Regions from separate parts of the Mus musculus genome. Here all the other regions are linked to region 2. A link is a contact called in public promoter capture Hi-C data. All regions are on one chromosome and are shown on one strand. Each heading gives the region's core, a stretch centred on a gene start, on an enhancer-like site or on the middle of the called end of the contact. The rest is flanking DNA. Distances are from core to core; before and after follow the strand shown. Region 1 overlaps Pkd1l3 (polycystic kidney disease 1 like 3). Region 2 holds the start of Psmd7 (proteasome (prosome, macropain) 26S subunit, non-ATPase, 7). Region 3 holds the start of Atxn1l (ataxin 1-like). Region 4 holds the start of Zfp821 (zinc finger protein 821). Region 5 overlaps Pkd1l3 (polycystic kidney disease 1 like 3).

What was found. Promoter capture Hi-C pulls out the DNA fragments that hold promoters and counts their contacts. Capture Hi-C pulls out chosen DNA fragments and counts their contacts.
Region 1: a contact with region 2 is called in a promoter capture Hi-C map of hippocampal neurons, with 7 times the contacts expected there. The contact joins the enhancer-like site here to the promoter of Psmd7 in region 2. A contact is called at or near these places in 4 of 39 promoter capture datasets (the C10 cell line, hippocampal neurons, liver and 1 more), 2 of 115 datasets of contacts at active chromatin or transcription factors (acute myeloid leukemia and large pre-B cells) and 1 of 9 other capture datasets (adipose tissue).
Region 3: a promoter capture Hi-C map of pre-B cells shows a contact between it and region 2, with 10 times the contacts expected there. The contact joins the promoter of Atxn1l here to the promoter of Psmd7 in region 2. A contact is called at or near these places in 6 of 39 promoter capture datasets (cranial neural crest, embryonic stem cells, frontonasal cranial neural crest and 3 more), 5 of 115 datasets of contacts at active chromatin or transcription factors (embryonic forebrain, embryonic hindbrain, embryonic stem cells and 2 more) and 1 of 9 other capture datasets (adipose tissue).
Region 4: a promoter capture Hi-C map of adipose tissue shows a contact between it and region 2, with 4 times the contacts expected there. The contact joins the promoter of Zfp821 here to the promoter of Psmd7 in region 2. A contact is called at or near these places in 6 of 39 promoter capture datasets (3T3-L1-derived adipocytes, the C10 cell line, hippocampal neurons and 2 more), 1 of 15 datasets of contacts at CTCF or cohesin (large pre-B cells), 1 of 484 Hi-C or Micro-C datasets (CD4 T cells), 4 of 115 datasets of contacts at active chromatin or transcription factors (embryonic hindbrain, embryonic limb bud, embryonic stem cells and 1 more) and 1 of 9 other capture datasets (adipose tissue).
Region 5: a contact with region 2 is called in a promoter capture Hi-C map of hippocampal neurons, with 20 times the contacts expected there. The contact joins the enhancer-like site here to the promoter of Psmd7 in region 2. A contact is called at or near these places in 18 of 39 promoter capture datasets (the 3T3-L1 cell line, 3T3-L1-derived adipocytes, the C10 cell line and 12 more), 2 of 484 Hi-C or Micro-C datasets (B cells and muscle stem cells) and 4 of 115 datasets of contacts at active chromatin or transcription factors (forebrain, large pre-B cells, pro-B cells and 1 more).

What each region holds. Positions count from the first base shown.
Region 1 is chr8:109,655,694-109,658,393 of GRCm38.p6, forward strand. Pkd1l3 (polycystic kidney disease 1 like 3) reads left to right here. Exons shown (of 33, transcript NM_001286454.2): 24 at 418-603. Among named protein-coding and RNA genes, the nearest start is that of Ist1, 36 kb to the right of the region's middle. Within about 2 kb of position 1,313, at least 11 of the 459 cell types and tissues checked have an H3K27ac peak or open chromatin away from gene starts, as enhancers often do. A contact at or near this core is called in hippocampal neurons, where this site is marked.
Region 2 is chr8:107,587,224-107,589,923 of GRCm38.p6, forward strand. Psmd7 (proteasome (prosome, macropain) 26S subunit, non-ATPase, 7) reads right to left here and starts at 1,259. Exons shown (of 7, transcript NM_010817.2): 1 at 1,056-1,259. The coding sequence starts at 1,129.
Region 3 is chr8:109,736,422-109,739,121 of GRCm38.p6, forward strand. Atxn1l (ataxin 1-like) reads right to left here and starts at 1,359. Exons shown (of 4, transcript NM_001080930.2): 1 at 1,210-1,359.
Region 4 is chr8:109,704,228-109,706,927 of GRCm38.p6, forward strand. Zfp821 (zinc finger protein 821) reads left to right here and starts at 1,319. Exons shown (of 9, transcript NM_001167946.2): 1 at 1,319-1,636; 2 at 2,130-2,192.
Region 5 is chr8:109,627,441-109,630,140 of GRCm38.p6, forward strand. It overlaps Pkd1l3 (polycystic kidney disease 1 like 3), which reads left to right. Exons shown (of 33, transcript NM_001286454.2): 7 at 1,196-1,372. Among named protein-coding and RNA genes, the nearest start is that of Pkd1l3, 15 kb to the left of the region's middle. Within about 2 kb of position 1,386, at least 11 of the 459 cell types and tissues checked have an H3K27ac peak or open chromatin away from gene starts, as enhancers often do. A contact at or near this core is called in hippocampal neurons, where this site is marked.

The DNA of each region.
Region 1 (2,700 bases), core at 63-2,562, 2.1 Mb after region 2:
ACCGGGGAGGGCAGAAAGGTGTCTTTTAAAATGAAATTTGGAATTCCAGCAATTCAGGTGGTGTGCATGTGTGTGTATGTGTGCGTATGTGTGTACACATTGGGTTGAAGTATTTGAAATTGCCCATTTTGACTTTTTTTTGGTTGGTTGGGTTTTTGGCTTTTTCAAGACAGTTTCACTATGTAGCCCAGGCTGTCCTGGAACTCACTCTATAGACCAGGCTAGCCTCAAACTCGGAGATCCGCCTGCCTCTGCCTCCCAAGTGCTGGGATTTAAAGTGTGCACCACTACATCCCAGCTCCATTTTGACTGGTTTTGACCTGAAGAGGTGAATAAGCATACGAGAAGTGAAAAGGGTTTATTTAGAGCTCTATGATAATTACTTGAAAATTATTTTTTTTTTCTGTTGCAAACCAGTGCAAATCCTCTTCCTGACCCTGCTGATGACTACCGTCTATTCTGCAAAGGACTCTAGTCGATTTTTCCTCCATCGAGCTATCTGGAAGAGGTTTTCTCACCGTTTCTCAGAAATCAAAACTGTAGAGGATTTCTACCCCTGGGCCAACGGCACCCTCCTTCCTAACCTATATGGGGATTACAGAGGTAAGGACAGTTCTGGGGCAGAAGGGAGGCAAGTTAGTCCTCCTGAAACCCCTCCTGCAACCCATGGAAAACTAAAGGTCAGCTGGCTTCTCCATATGACCACAGCTCTGTGGACAACGCAAAGTCCCCCTGGACTCCATCCAAAAAGGTTCAGGTAGGGACCCTTGGTGACCCATGGGGTCTGATTCCCCTGATCCAGGTCACAGGTATGACCACCACCCATTGGTGGTCACTTACAGCACAAAGAGTAGCTGCAGGGACCCTGGGACTCAGCCACACACCGCACACAGGATCGGGCTCCAATAACAACGGTCTTTAAGTGAGTGTGTATCCGACTTTTCTGTGTGCTGGCCCAGGTGCATCCCACAAACATACATAGAACATCTGCAGTCCTCGGGGCCTTTCCTAGGAGCTGACTTTTTTTTTTTTTTATGCTCATAATGGATTCTGTGTCCTCAAAGAACCTCAGTGAGAGAGGCTTTGCCCCGCTTTGCCCCGCAGCAGGTACTAGTGGTTAGCGCGCTCTCCCCTTGGGCACGCGCTCTCCCCTCAGGCGCATGCTCACTGTTTTCTCCAGTCCAGCTTTGACCTGATGTAACTGTGTCCTGAGAAGCTGAGCTCTGGGAGTCAGTACTTCCTTCTACCTCAGGGTTGGTGGCATCGTCTATGTTCCTGGAGAGAACCTGAGGCCTGTGTTCATCCTAGCAAGCACTTTTGGCTTCCCCAGAGTGCACTTGGTGTGTGAACACTCTTACAGAAGGAAACGCCTACTCATTGCATGGTGACATTTTTTTTTTAAGTACAATTTTGAATAACAGTTCTTGAGGCTCAGAGAACATTCTATTTGTAATACATAGCTCTGTGCTGAATAAAATACTGACAAAATGACTAGAACCCAGGATGGCAAAAGCCGAGGCCATAGTAGGGCTAGTCTCCTCTTGGGCTCCTTGGCTGTAGTAGAGTACCACAGTGTAGAGCAGACAGAGAGCCTGCTGGGACTCATGCCCACTTACCACCATGCAATCCTGAGTACACCGCTCAGCCTTCGCTGTCTGGTTTCCCCTGTTCAGGGGGGATGCATCCTTGGCCCTGCTCTGCACGACAGATCTGAGCGCTCAGAACGGAGACTGGCACAGGTACTGAGAAAGTTAGTGCTGCCTGTTAACAGTGGGGAAGTGGAGCTTTGCTATTGAATTGACAGCAGTTACCCAGATGGACAAACTGACAAATGCAACAGACCTCAGGACGATGATAAGAAAGAAGCACACCATGGATGGCGTTTATAATCCTGGCACTCGGGAGGTAGAGGCAGGATCCTGAATTTGAGGCCAGCCTGGGCTACTAGGCAAGATCTTGTTTTAAGAAAGAGATATAGTCGAGTAGGCATGGGGTCAAAAGCAGTTAAAATTGACACTAACAAGCGGGACATGGTGGTGCACACCTTCAATCCCAAAAAAAACGGAAGGCACGGGTAGGCGGATCTCTGAGTTCGAGGCCAGACTGGTCTGCAGGGTGAATTCCAGAATTCTAGGGCTAGTCCTAGTCTGGTCTATTCCAGACAGACAGGCAGGAAGACAGACAGGAAGGCAGGCAGGCAGACAGACAAACAGGCAGGCAGAGAAACCCTGCCTCAAAAAAACTGTGTGTGTGTGTGTTTGTGTGTGTGTACACATGTGTGTGTGTAGGTAACACGGTTTACCTACTCTTTAAAAATCATTGTTTTCAAAATTGCTACAGCCCAATCTCGTTGTGCAATGCTTCTGCTCAAGCCATTGGATTGGCCTTTGAGAAAACAGTCATAACTAAACCTGTGACGATGTTCAGGGACTAGATCAATGGGGAGCCCACGGAGCTGCAGCTGTATAAAACCCAGCTGACCGTTCCCGTTTCCCTGCACTGAAGTAGGGATGTCTGGAAAACAACCAAGTGACAGTAAATGACAAGCTACAAGCAGTGTCATGAATTTGGCTTCTGCCCTGGTTTACCTGGGAGTGTCCCTATCAGTAATATGAGGCCGCCCCTACTCCATCTTATCCACTTACTATGCAGAGGTCTGTTGTATAGATGTACTATAATTTCTATAAGCAGCTAAGACTG
Region 2 (2,700 bases), core at 9-2,508:
GCAAGAATTGTTTTCTTTAGCCACTAACAAACTGCATATTTGGAAACAACTTAATTCTATGCTAAGGAAACACACAAGCCACAGTGAAAGTAACATTACACCTCTCTAACCCACTAAAACTACTTCAAACAACGAGTTTCCACATGCCAAAGGAAACTTCATCCACGAGTCTTTAAAGCCCCTCCATCTGTTCCTTGATACAACTACCAACAGTGTCTGCACCCCCCCCCCCCATTCTTACCAATTGTTAAAATAAAGCTTAAACAGTGTTCACCCCATCAGGGCCCCTAGTATCCCAGGCATTCCGAACAATACAACTGAATTCAGACTCAAAAGGCTCCGTCTTGAGGTTTTTTTTTTTTTTTTTTTTTTTTGGCTCTGGTTGAGTTAGCTGCACAAAGCCTGCTTCAGACCAGGCACTAGCGCCGACTTGACTGCAAGTAGACTCCCTACTGGACCTTCATATTTGTTAACTCCTCACACTAATTATCTTGTAAAACTTCCGAACACGTGCAACAGGTCTGGCCGGATGAACGGCTGGAGCAGGCAAGGGTGGCAGTGAGCTACCCAAGGGAACTGTAGGCTGGCCCCAATCTGCACCTGCCTCGTTTTTAGAGGAACAAGCCGACACCTTATTCATTCCCATTTTAAAGGTACCATTCGACCAGAATCCCAAATCGAAACTTGGCTATGATCCCTGCCTCATCCAGAAAATCGTTCATCGGGGACTCCGAGACCGGGGTTTCAGTGACAGCTTTTACAGGCACGGGCACACGAGACTGAAGCTCGGTCTTAAACGGCGCCCAGCCGTTCTGGGAAAAGGCGCGGCCTCGGCGGGTAGCATCGTTCCGGCTCCGGGGCCTCGCCAGGCGGGCCAGACTCAGGAGTGGCGGCCTCGGTGGGGGTGCGAGGCTGTCAATGGGTACCGAGCACCGCGGTGTGGAGCCGCTGGGGTCGCTTGTCCCAACCCGTGTCCCCGGCCGCCGCGTTTGTGCCCGGCGCGCCCGTGACTCAGCAGCCCTGCGCCGTGTGGCCGCCACGCGCCACCCGCTCACCGGTTGAAATGATCCACCACACTGAGCAGCACCAGGGGGTGAACCACCACCTTCTGCACCGCCAGCTCCGGCATCGCGACACAGCCCGACCACCGGCCCGGCTCCCTGCAACCCGCAAACACCAGCAACCGCAGCGACACAGGCCGCTCCTCCAGGCCCCAGCACCTCCCCTTCCGGTTTGACCGCCGCTGCACAGTCGACTTCCGCTCCCAGAGCGCTTTGCGCTCGTGCCCGCCCTGTCGCCAGGGGCGCCATCTTGAGAAAGGGAAAGAACCGCCTTGCCTTCTGTGGGACTTAGGCTATTGACGAAGCTTGGCATTGAGCCTTTCCCTAGGTTTTTGTTTTTGTTTTTGTTTTCGTTTTTGTTTTTCCTCAGTTGTTTGCCAGCTCACCATTTCTCCTCCTTGGAAGGTTGTAGAAAAAGGCAGATAAACATAAGTAGTAACAGCGTGTACTTCTACTAATCAAATAATTAACGACATATATTTAACTTTCTTTTTTTTTTTTCAAAGATTTACTTATCTATTATATGTAAGTACACTGTAGCTGTCTTCAGACACACCAGAAGAGGGAGTCAGATCTCGCTACGGATGGTTGTGAGCCACCATGTGGTTGCTGGGATCCGAACTCTGGACCTTCGGAAGAGCAGTCAGGTGCTCCTACCCACTGAGCCATCTCACCAGCCCTTAACTTTCACTTAACACTTTAAGTCAGCACTGTTTCAAAATTTCCCAGAGGAGTTTCATTTGTTTGTTTGTTTGTTTTTGGGTTTTGGTTTTTGTTTTGTTTTGCTTCTTTTTTTTTTTTTTTTTTTTTTTTTGAGACGGTGTTTCTTTATGTAACAGCCCTGGCTGTCCTGGAACTCACGTTGTAGACCTGACTGGCCTCTACCTGCCTCTGTTCCCTGAGTGCTGGAGTTAAAGTCATATGCCATCACACCTGGTTTTTATTTATTTATTTTTAATGTTTTATTTCATTGCTTTTGAAGTTGGGCCTTCTATGACATTGACTAGCATGGAAATTGTTGTATAGTCCAGGGTGGTCCCCTGTCTCTACCTCCTCCTAAGTACAAGGGTGACAGCATATGCGACCACACGTGGTTTAGAGATGCTCTCGGTCTCTAACACCAAGGGCACACTTTGGGTGTATGACTGGATACTTTATCTATAGTTTTTATTTCTGGGAATTTTCCTTAATGCTCACTGTGACATAATGAGTGCAACAACATTCAGGTTTTGTTAATCCCAAAGATTTGGGGAGAAAGGCCACCAACCCAAAACACCATGGCTAAATTAATTAAAATTAATTAATTAAAGCAAGCATTTTTATTTATTCAATTTAATTTAGTTTTTATAGGGGTCCCCAATTTCAATTCAATGCTTGGGTGTAAGTATCTGTCTGTCTAAGTCAACTGCTGGTAGGGCCTCTTAGAGGACAGCCATGCCAGTCTCCCGTCTGTAAGCATATCATAGCTTTAAAACAAGCATTTTTTTATTTGTGTACATGGGCTGTCTCTTCCTAAAAACGGGTGTGTGTGTGTGTGTGTGTGTGTGTGTGTGTGTGTGTGTGTGTGTGGTGGTGCTGGTGCAGGGGATGGTTCAAGAAATCAGCATTGGGCATGAGAAAGACAAGGTTTTTATAGCTC
Region 3 (2,700 bases), core at 109-2,608, 2.1 Mb after region 2:
GAAAGAAGAGGATCGTGAGTTCAAGGTACTCACCAACTACATTCGATTATTTAGCAAGTCAGAAGTCAGCCTGAGCTCCATAAGACCCTCTCAAAAGAAAACAACCAAAACCAAAACCGGGGCCAACGAAGTCCTAACAACTGGATTAGCAGTATTGACTAGTACCGAGGAACCTGTTCTGTCAAAGTCAGAATATTGCAAGCTCGATCCAACTGAAGGCAACGTTTACTTAAGATAGGCATGGTTCAAGGGTACACGAAAGATGGAAATGTGGAAAAACAGATTCCTAATGCCACAAATAAATCACCAAGTGGGTACAAGTCACGCACTCATTCTTCATCAAACGTTTAATTGAAAGCACTCAGCTTTCTTTCATTTTCTTAATCCCCCAAAATGATGCTTGCCCTCTGTAGCTAAAAAAAAAAAAAAAGCTAAGGAAAATCCGTCTATGGGTCACCGAGGAGTTAGCAAACACAAAATAATGAAAGGACGGAAAGAGGCAAAAAGAAAGCTCAGCCTGCCCACCAGGTTCCCACAAGGCAAAACACTTCAAAATCTGAAACCGGGTGTGGGTGTAGGGTGCAGCTTTGGAGAATTTCTCATGGGAAATGACACAACTTGTGGCCCTGAGCTAAGGGGCAACGGAACTATTCCAGAGACCTGCCAACCTAGCCGAGAAGGCAGCTCCTCTTCATGCAGGGAATGGAATCAAGAGACTGCACACCGAGGGGGACCCAAATTCACTGAGGGAGAGGTGCGCCCCACAAAAAGGGAGCAGCAAAAAGGGAGAGACACCAGGGATGATGGCTTTTGATGATCCTTGTTCCGACAGGGGTACAGGCCTGAACTGGGGGAGTCTACGTTTAGGGTTAGTCGGGGTAGGGGGTCGGACGTGGAGGTGAGGCCAGGCCCCGCTGGCGACGCTTCCTTGTTTGGGGCCCCTTCCCGCCCTGAGAACTCGGACATCCTGACCCGCGGGGACAACCCCGTCGGGGCATCAGGGCCTGAGGCCGCCTTCTGGGCCAGGCGGGAAAGCAGCATCTAGAGGGGCTAGGCACGGCCTCTTTCGCTCGCTCTGCCCGCTGTTTAGGGGGCCCGCGGCCGGGGTGAGGCAACGGGCTTCTAGGGGGGCCCTTCCACTAGAGCTCCGAACCCAGGCCTGCTTGGCCTCAGGCCATCCCAGCGGCCACCGCTCCAGGCGACACTCACCGGCCCATCTCACGGAGCTCCCAGGACTCCTCCCGCTCGTCCCGGAGCCGCCGCCACCGCGGCCGCCGCCATCCCCGGCCCCGGAGCCGCCCCACACCCAGCGGGCACCCCCCCAAGCCGGGCGCCCGGAGATGGCGTTGAGCGCATCCCGCCCCCCCCCCGACGCGGAGAGATGACGTCACCCTGGCCTGGGAGCGCCGCCTACTTACACAGGAGGAAACTGGCCGCCTGCCCATCGTACCCAGCGCCCCCCTTTGGTGGGAAAATGAACGCCTGTCCCACTGAATGGGTCCAGGGAGTAGGTGATGTTTCCTTAAAAAGCTCCCAGACCTGGATTCCCTGGAGAAGTTTTCACAAGCTGTCACTAGAAGTCCAGATAGTGGAGATCCCTGGGGCCTTGTTTATGATGCCCCAGAATTTACTGGAGTAGAAAGATGGAAGGGTCATTGTAGGGTCAGGGTGAGAGAGAGCTGGGCCCAGACCTTTTCAAGGGTCAAGAGCCTTGTAAAGTTAGAAATAGCCTGAGGCAGCCAAAAAAAAAAAAAAAAAAAAAAAAAAGTGTGCCTGTGCAGGACCTAGAAAAAGATGAAAAAGTACTGAAGACCTGGGAGTGGGTGAGCAATAAGGACGGGATTCTTACTACAGTGGAAAGCAGGTTGGCTTAGTGAATACAGGGCTTGGCTACTGGTTTGGAATATTGTCACCCATATAATGCCAGTTCATACTAAATACTTGAATGAAAGTTTGATTGGCTTAAGCAGACACAAAAATGAATGGCTGATTTAGGTTGCTGATTGGAGGGGGAGGATTTTTTTTTTCTTATTTGTTCATTTGTTTTTGAGACAGGGTCACAAGTAGCTCAGAGTGGTTTTGAACTCACTGTGTAGTTTAGGGTGAACTTGAACTCTTAACCGTCCTGCCTCTATCTCTCAAGTTGATGGTATCACTGGTGCATTCGTTTCTTTTCTGTTGCTGGGATAAGACACAATCAAGGCAACTGCCAGAAGGATTTGAGTTTGTGGTTCCATTTGAGAGGGTTAGGAGTCCATTGTGGTGGGAAAGCTTGGCAGGGAGCAGCAGCCATAGAGGCTGGAGCAGAGAGGAGGGGGTCACATCTAGAACTTAGAAGCACAAAGCAGAGAGACTGAACCTGGAATTGCCTGTGGCTCTGAGCCTCAAAGCCAGGTCCCTAGTGACATAGGGACTCTAACAAGGCCATACATACCTTAATAGTGCCACTAACTGGCCACCAAGAGTTAAACATCTAAGCCTATATCGAAGTTTCTCATTCAAACCACCACAGCAGGCAAGCCCCACATTTGGCCAATAGTTGGTCTTGTGTTCAGATTACATTTATACAGAAAAAGTGATTATGCGTGTTTTATATAAAAGAGAGAGAGAGAGAGAGAGAGAGAAAACAGAAGTGTTGGGAGCCGCGCCCACATTCGCCGTTACAAGATGGCGCTGACAGCTGTGTTCTAAGTGGTAAAC
Region 4 (2,700 bases), core at 69-2,568, 2.1 Mb after region 2:
TCCATTGGCTACAGCCCATGAGTCAGTAAATAATTGTACATCTGGCCATTTCTTCTTGCAAACAAACTGTAATACCATGTGTACTGCCCGGAGTTCTGCCCACTGTGAAGATTTCCCTTCACCTGTGTCTTTCAAGGTTGTCCCAGAAAGGGGTTGTAATGCTGCAGCTGTCCACTTCTGGGTGGTGCCTGCATAACGTGCAGAGCCATCAGTAAACCAGGCTCTAGTCTTCTCCTCTTCGGTCAGTTGAAACAACAAAACAAAAAACAACAACAAAAAGCAAACAAGCAAGAACAATTTACCTACAGCATTGTCAAGGACCACCATTCTTCAATTCCACCGTTCTAGCACATTCTGCAAGACACAGGCAATGGCATCTCGTTGGAGATTTCAGGAAGGAAGAATTTGTAAGAATGCTTTATGCAAACACTTCGACTAGTCATTTTATCAGCAAGAGTCAGCACTCTTGTTTGTTCTGCCTCGTGAAGCCGCAAATCATAAGAGAACTTGCACAGGGCTTTCAGAGATTGTTTTACATGACTAGCACAACTCTTGAGAGAAGAGGGCCAGAACAGGGAAGTGACTTGCCCAAAAGCGAACAGACTGGTCGGTGGCAAAGCTGGGGCTGAAAGTTGGGCCTTCTAAAACAGGGCTCCTCTTTTTACTTCTCTACGGAGAGACTTCAGGGGTAGGTATGGGTTTTCCGCCCAAATAAGGGGAAAGAAGGGAGAGCAACGGAGAAATAATGACGCGGACAGTAACAGGAGTCGCGTTAGAACGGAGTTGAACCACGTTCAGCCTTTCCAAACACCCTTAGATAGCAACAAGGACCACAAGCTACCTAGGTCCTGTGTCTGTGACCACCTGATAGCTTAGTCCCTCCCACAGAAGCTGTGGGCCCTCTTTCTTTACTTTAAATGCCTCGAGAGTTGAAGAAGCCTTGGGACAAGTGGGAGTGAAGAGGGTTTGTGACTACGGGATGGTTGGCCCAGGTTCGGCTACGGAGGGGGAAGCCTGCGGCGGAGCTGTGGTTGGGGGATGTGGGTTCTGTGGCTGAACTCGACTTTGGGAGAGGAAACCAGCCGGGGAGATGACAGCTGAGTGGAGTTCACCCGCTCTAAAGGTGCGCGGAAACGTCAGGACACCTCCGAAAGCTCTTTAGATGCTCAGCTCCGCGTCGCCAGGACCAGATCGCGGGCGGGGCCCCTCTGGAACGCCCGCGATTGGATGCTCCCTAAGCCCCGCCTTCCCGGACCCTTTTCCCCCGAGGCCCCGCCCACAGCGCCAGGCGCGCGCCTCGGGAGCCGGGAGGGGTCGGGGCGGCGGCGGGAGGAGAGGTGAGGCTCCGGCACGCGCCCCACTCGCTGCGAGAGCGCGAACCGCGCGCTCCCGTCGTCCGCGTCGCCATCTTTTTTTTTTCCCCCCTCCGTCCGTCTGTCTGCCGTTGGCTTTGTCTGTCCGCCGCGCCGCCCCTCGCCTCCCCGCCGCCAGCCCGGCCCGCAGCCACCCTCTGCCCACCGGGGCCGGGTCCCAGAGAGCCCGGGCCCGGCCGGCTGGAGCTGCGGCCGGGGCCCATTGTCCCGCGGTCTGTCCGTCCGGAGGCGGAGCCCAGGGACGCGGAGCGCCGAGGCTGCGGGTAAAGCGCCCCCGCGCCGGGAGTCGGCAACCCGCGTAGCTCCCGACTGCCCGCGCCGCCGCCCGCCTTTTGTTTGCTCGCTCCTGGGGAGGGGCGGGCTGGGTGCTGCGGCGGCGGCCGGGTGCGGGCCTCGCGGGCCGGCGTCTGACAGGCTGGGGTGGAGCTGGGGGAGGGGAGGATGGGCGTGGGAGAGCGGACGGGGCGGGGGGCCCCTGCCGTCCTGGAGCGGGCGGGCGGGCGGGCGGGCTGGCCCAGGAGCTACTAAATTTAGATTTCGGAGGAGGCTAAGTGGTCGTCTGTGGGTTGGTCAGAAACGCGTAGGGAGACCTCTGGCTCCAGTCTAATTACCTGGGATTTACCTCTGCCCCTGTTGGGAAAAGCCAGAGAGACACCCTCTCAACTGATGGCACACCCCAGCTCCAGCGCCGACCCGAGAGGACCCGGGCACAGTGAAATGGCTGTATGATTGTCTTTCTCTTCTCCCTTTTGGCAGCTTCACATCACTCGGATTCGGGCGACTTTACTTTGCTTCGTGGGAACCTCATCAGAGCTGGAGGTGGGAGTGCACCCTCTTTTCTTTAAGGCTGGAAAAGGGCGCGCGCACACACACACGCACATCTGTAGTGTGTGTGCCCTGGAAGCTGCATCCTAACACCTGTGAGAGCAGAGGCAGGATGAGGGGGTGGGGGCCAGTGCATCCTTCCCAAGGACTCTTGACTGTGGCTCTATAGATGACAAAAACAAAAACCCCTACTCCCTTTAAAAGTCGCATCCCTTGTAGGTCGATCCTCAGTTTCCCGTTCTTCCCAGGTTCCTCCCTGAGCAGAAGATACTCAGGCGGCTCGCTATCCAATTACATTCCGAGCTTAAGTTTCACAATTGGGCAGCGCTGAAAGCAAAAGGGACCAAGTGACCTTTTGTACTTATGGGGTCTTGTTTTAAGAGGGTTACAACCTATAAAACTAACCTCAGATATTGTGCAGTTTGGGTCAGGAGTGGCCTCCCCGTGCCATTTGTCTGTCTCCTTACTTATTTTCCATGGTTTCCCCCCCTCCTCTGGACTT
Region 5 (2,700 bases), core at 136-2,635, 2.0 Mb after region 2:
AGAAACTATCCAATCAAACTTGCCTTGCGTCTCCTTCTGGGTAGTTAGGCAACTGATCGGTTGGTTTGAGACAGGGTCTCACTAATCATCCCGAGCTGGCTTTGAACTTACTTTACCTCCTGTCTCTGCCTCCTGGGCTCTGGGGCCACAGGCATGCACACTGCCTCTGACTTCTTAGCCTTTCTTTATTCCCTTTGGTTTTGCATGAGAACAGCCTACAGAAAGGAGAACTGATGTTTTTTGTTGTTCTTAGAACTGAGACGGCACATGCTTTAATCCTAGCACTCGGGAGGCAGAGGCAGGAGGATCTCTATGAGTTCGAGGCCAGCCTGGTGCTCAGAGTAAGTTCCAGGACAGCCAGGGCTACATAGAGAAACCCTGTCTCGAAAACAAACAAACAAACAAAAACAAATTCTCCCTGGTTTTTGTATTCTGGGTGTCTTGAAGCTTTTAATGCCACACCCATGCTTTCAAAACGAGCTCACCTGCTCAGCATCTGGCCTGGCATGGCTCTTTTCCCAAGCATCCCTCTTTTAAGTTGTAGCACTCAACATTCAACACAACCCTCCCCCGTAGGTGGTACACAGTCATATATTTTCCCTTGCCTGCCCAATGGTGATGTCGCCTTTCATAAAATACATTCCAACTGTATAACAGATATTGAACTGTGGGGCTGGGGAAACAACTCAGTTGGTGAAGTGCCTGCTCACAAGCTTGAGACCCCGCCCCCAAGCACACATCTGCAGCATCCTTGTAAGAGCCAGGTGTGGCCTCACCTGGCCGGAAACCTACGGATGGAGAGGTGGAGGCAAGTGGAGCCTTAGAGTTTGCTGGACAGCTAGGGTGACCAGTTGGTGAGCTCCAGGTTCGGTGAGAGGCTCTGTCTCCCCCAAAAAAAAAACATGGCAGAGAGCAACAGATGAAGACATGTGACATCAGTCTGGCCTCTAGATGCACATACACCCACGTGAATATGTGCATGCACCACACACACACACACACACACACACACACACATATGGAAGGAAGGAAAGAAGGAAGGAAGAAAAGACTGATGGAGGGAGGGAGGGAAGGAAGGTATGGAGGAAAGGAGGGAGGGAGGGGTAGGAAGGAAATACTCAACTGCTTATAAGAAGATACAAATGAATCTGAAAGTAGCAAGCAGCTCCATGCGTCCCCTTTCTGACATCCCCAGGTCAGTGTGGCCAATTTACTCATTGACCTGAGTGAGCAGTTGCTGGTGCTCCCGTTTCAGAAGAACAACAGTTGGAGCTCTCAAACTCCAGCAGTCAGCTGCCCCTTCCAGCCTCTTGGACGTCTAACAACAACGGAAAAAAGCAGTCATCAGATGGCTCAGCAAGACATGGAACAGGTGGGTGTGCAGTGTGCAGGTGGCTGGCTCTGCCAGGAACTCTCTCTTTAACATTCAGTCGTACAGCCTCTTCACAGGCTTCAAAAGAGAATTCTACTGGAGAAACTGCTGAGCCTCTGGTCTCCTTCTCCAGCCCACCAGTGGGCAGAGACTGCTGAATGCTCGCTTCACCTCATAATCAGCTGAAACTGATTTAGCGAAGCATGCCATAAACCCTCAGTGAGAGACAACACCCTTAGCTCTTAGGAAAATGCAAAGACGCTGGATATAGTGCACACCAGTACTCGGAAGGCTGAGACAGAAGGAGAGCAACTTCAAGGCCAGCCTGGGCTGCATAGCAAGGCATTGTTGACAGGAAAAACATGGGAAGGAAGGAAGGAAGGAAGGAAGGAAGGAAGGAAGGAAGGAAGGAAGGAAGGAAGGAAAAAAGAGGGTGATAACACAACCAAAAAGATGGGCAAGCCAGGTATGGCCACATGTGTCTGATGACAACACAGAGGCAGAGAGAGAGGCACAGAGGCACAGAGGCAGAGGCAGAGGCAGAGAGGTGCAGAGGCAGGGGCAGGGGCAGGTGGGCATGAGGGATTCAAGGTTATCCTTGGCAGAATACTGAGTTTGAGGCCAGCCTGAGCTATGTGAGACTTTTTTTTTTGTAGTTAATGAGAGGGAGAGAGAGAGAGAGAGAGAGAGAAAGAGAGAGTGAGAGAGTGAGAACCAATACTAGTATTAGTAAGGAGGCTGAGAAATTGTAACCATTGTAAATTGTGTTGCGAAATAATGTAGCAGTCCCACAAATGTTAGCAATAGACTGGCGGTGTCTCCTAGCAACTCTGCTCTTTGGTATTAGATACAGGAGAGGACTGAAAAAGCAAGTCCACACAAAGACACGTTCAGACACAGATCTCTCAGATAGAAAAGGAGCCCAAAGTGGGAAACAGCATGATCTGGAGGGTGGATAAATAAAACGCAGCATGCTCACACAGAGGCAATTTCGCCACACAAAGGAAATAAGTACCGACACATGCTACAGCATGGGCGTCCCTCAGAAACGTCATGTCACATGAAAGGCCATCTACTGTAGTTCACCTTGTGAAATGTCCAGAAGCATCAGATCTCTGGAAGCCAGACTAAACCAGTTTATTTCATGGGATGGAATTTAAAAGCTAGATTGTGGTATTGGTTTCCCATGTAGATGTAAAAAATATATAGCCCGAGAAGGTGGGTTCTACCATGTTTGGAAAGTTCATCTCAAAAGAGCTGTTCTCAGATCCTCATCCTGGTGCCGAGGCTCAGGGTGGTGAAGCGCTTGCCTATGCTTCAGGATGCTT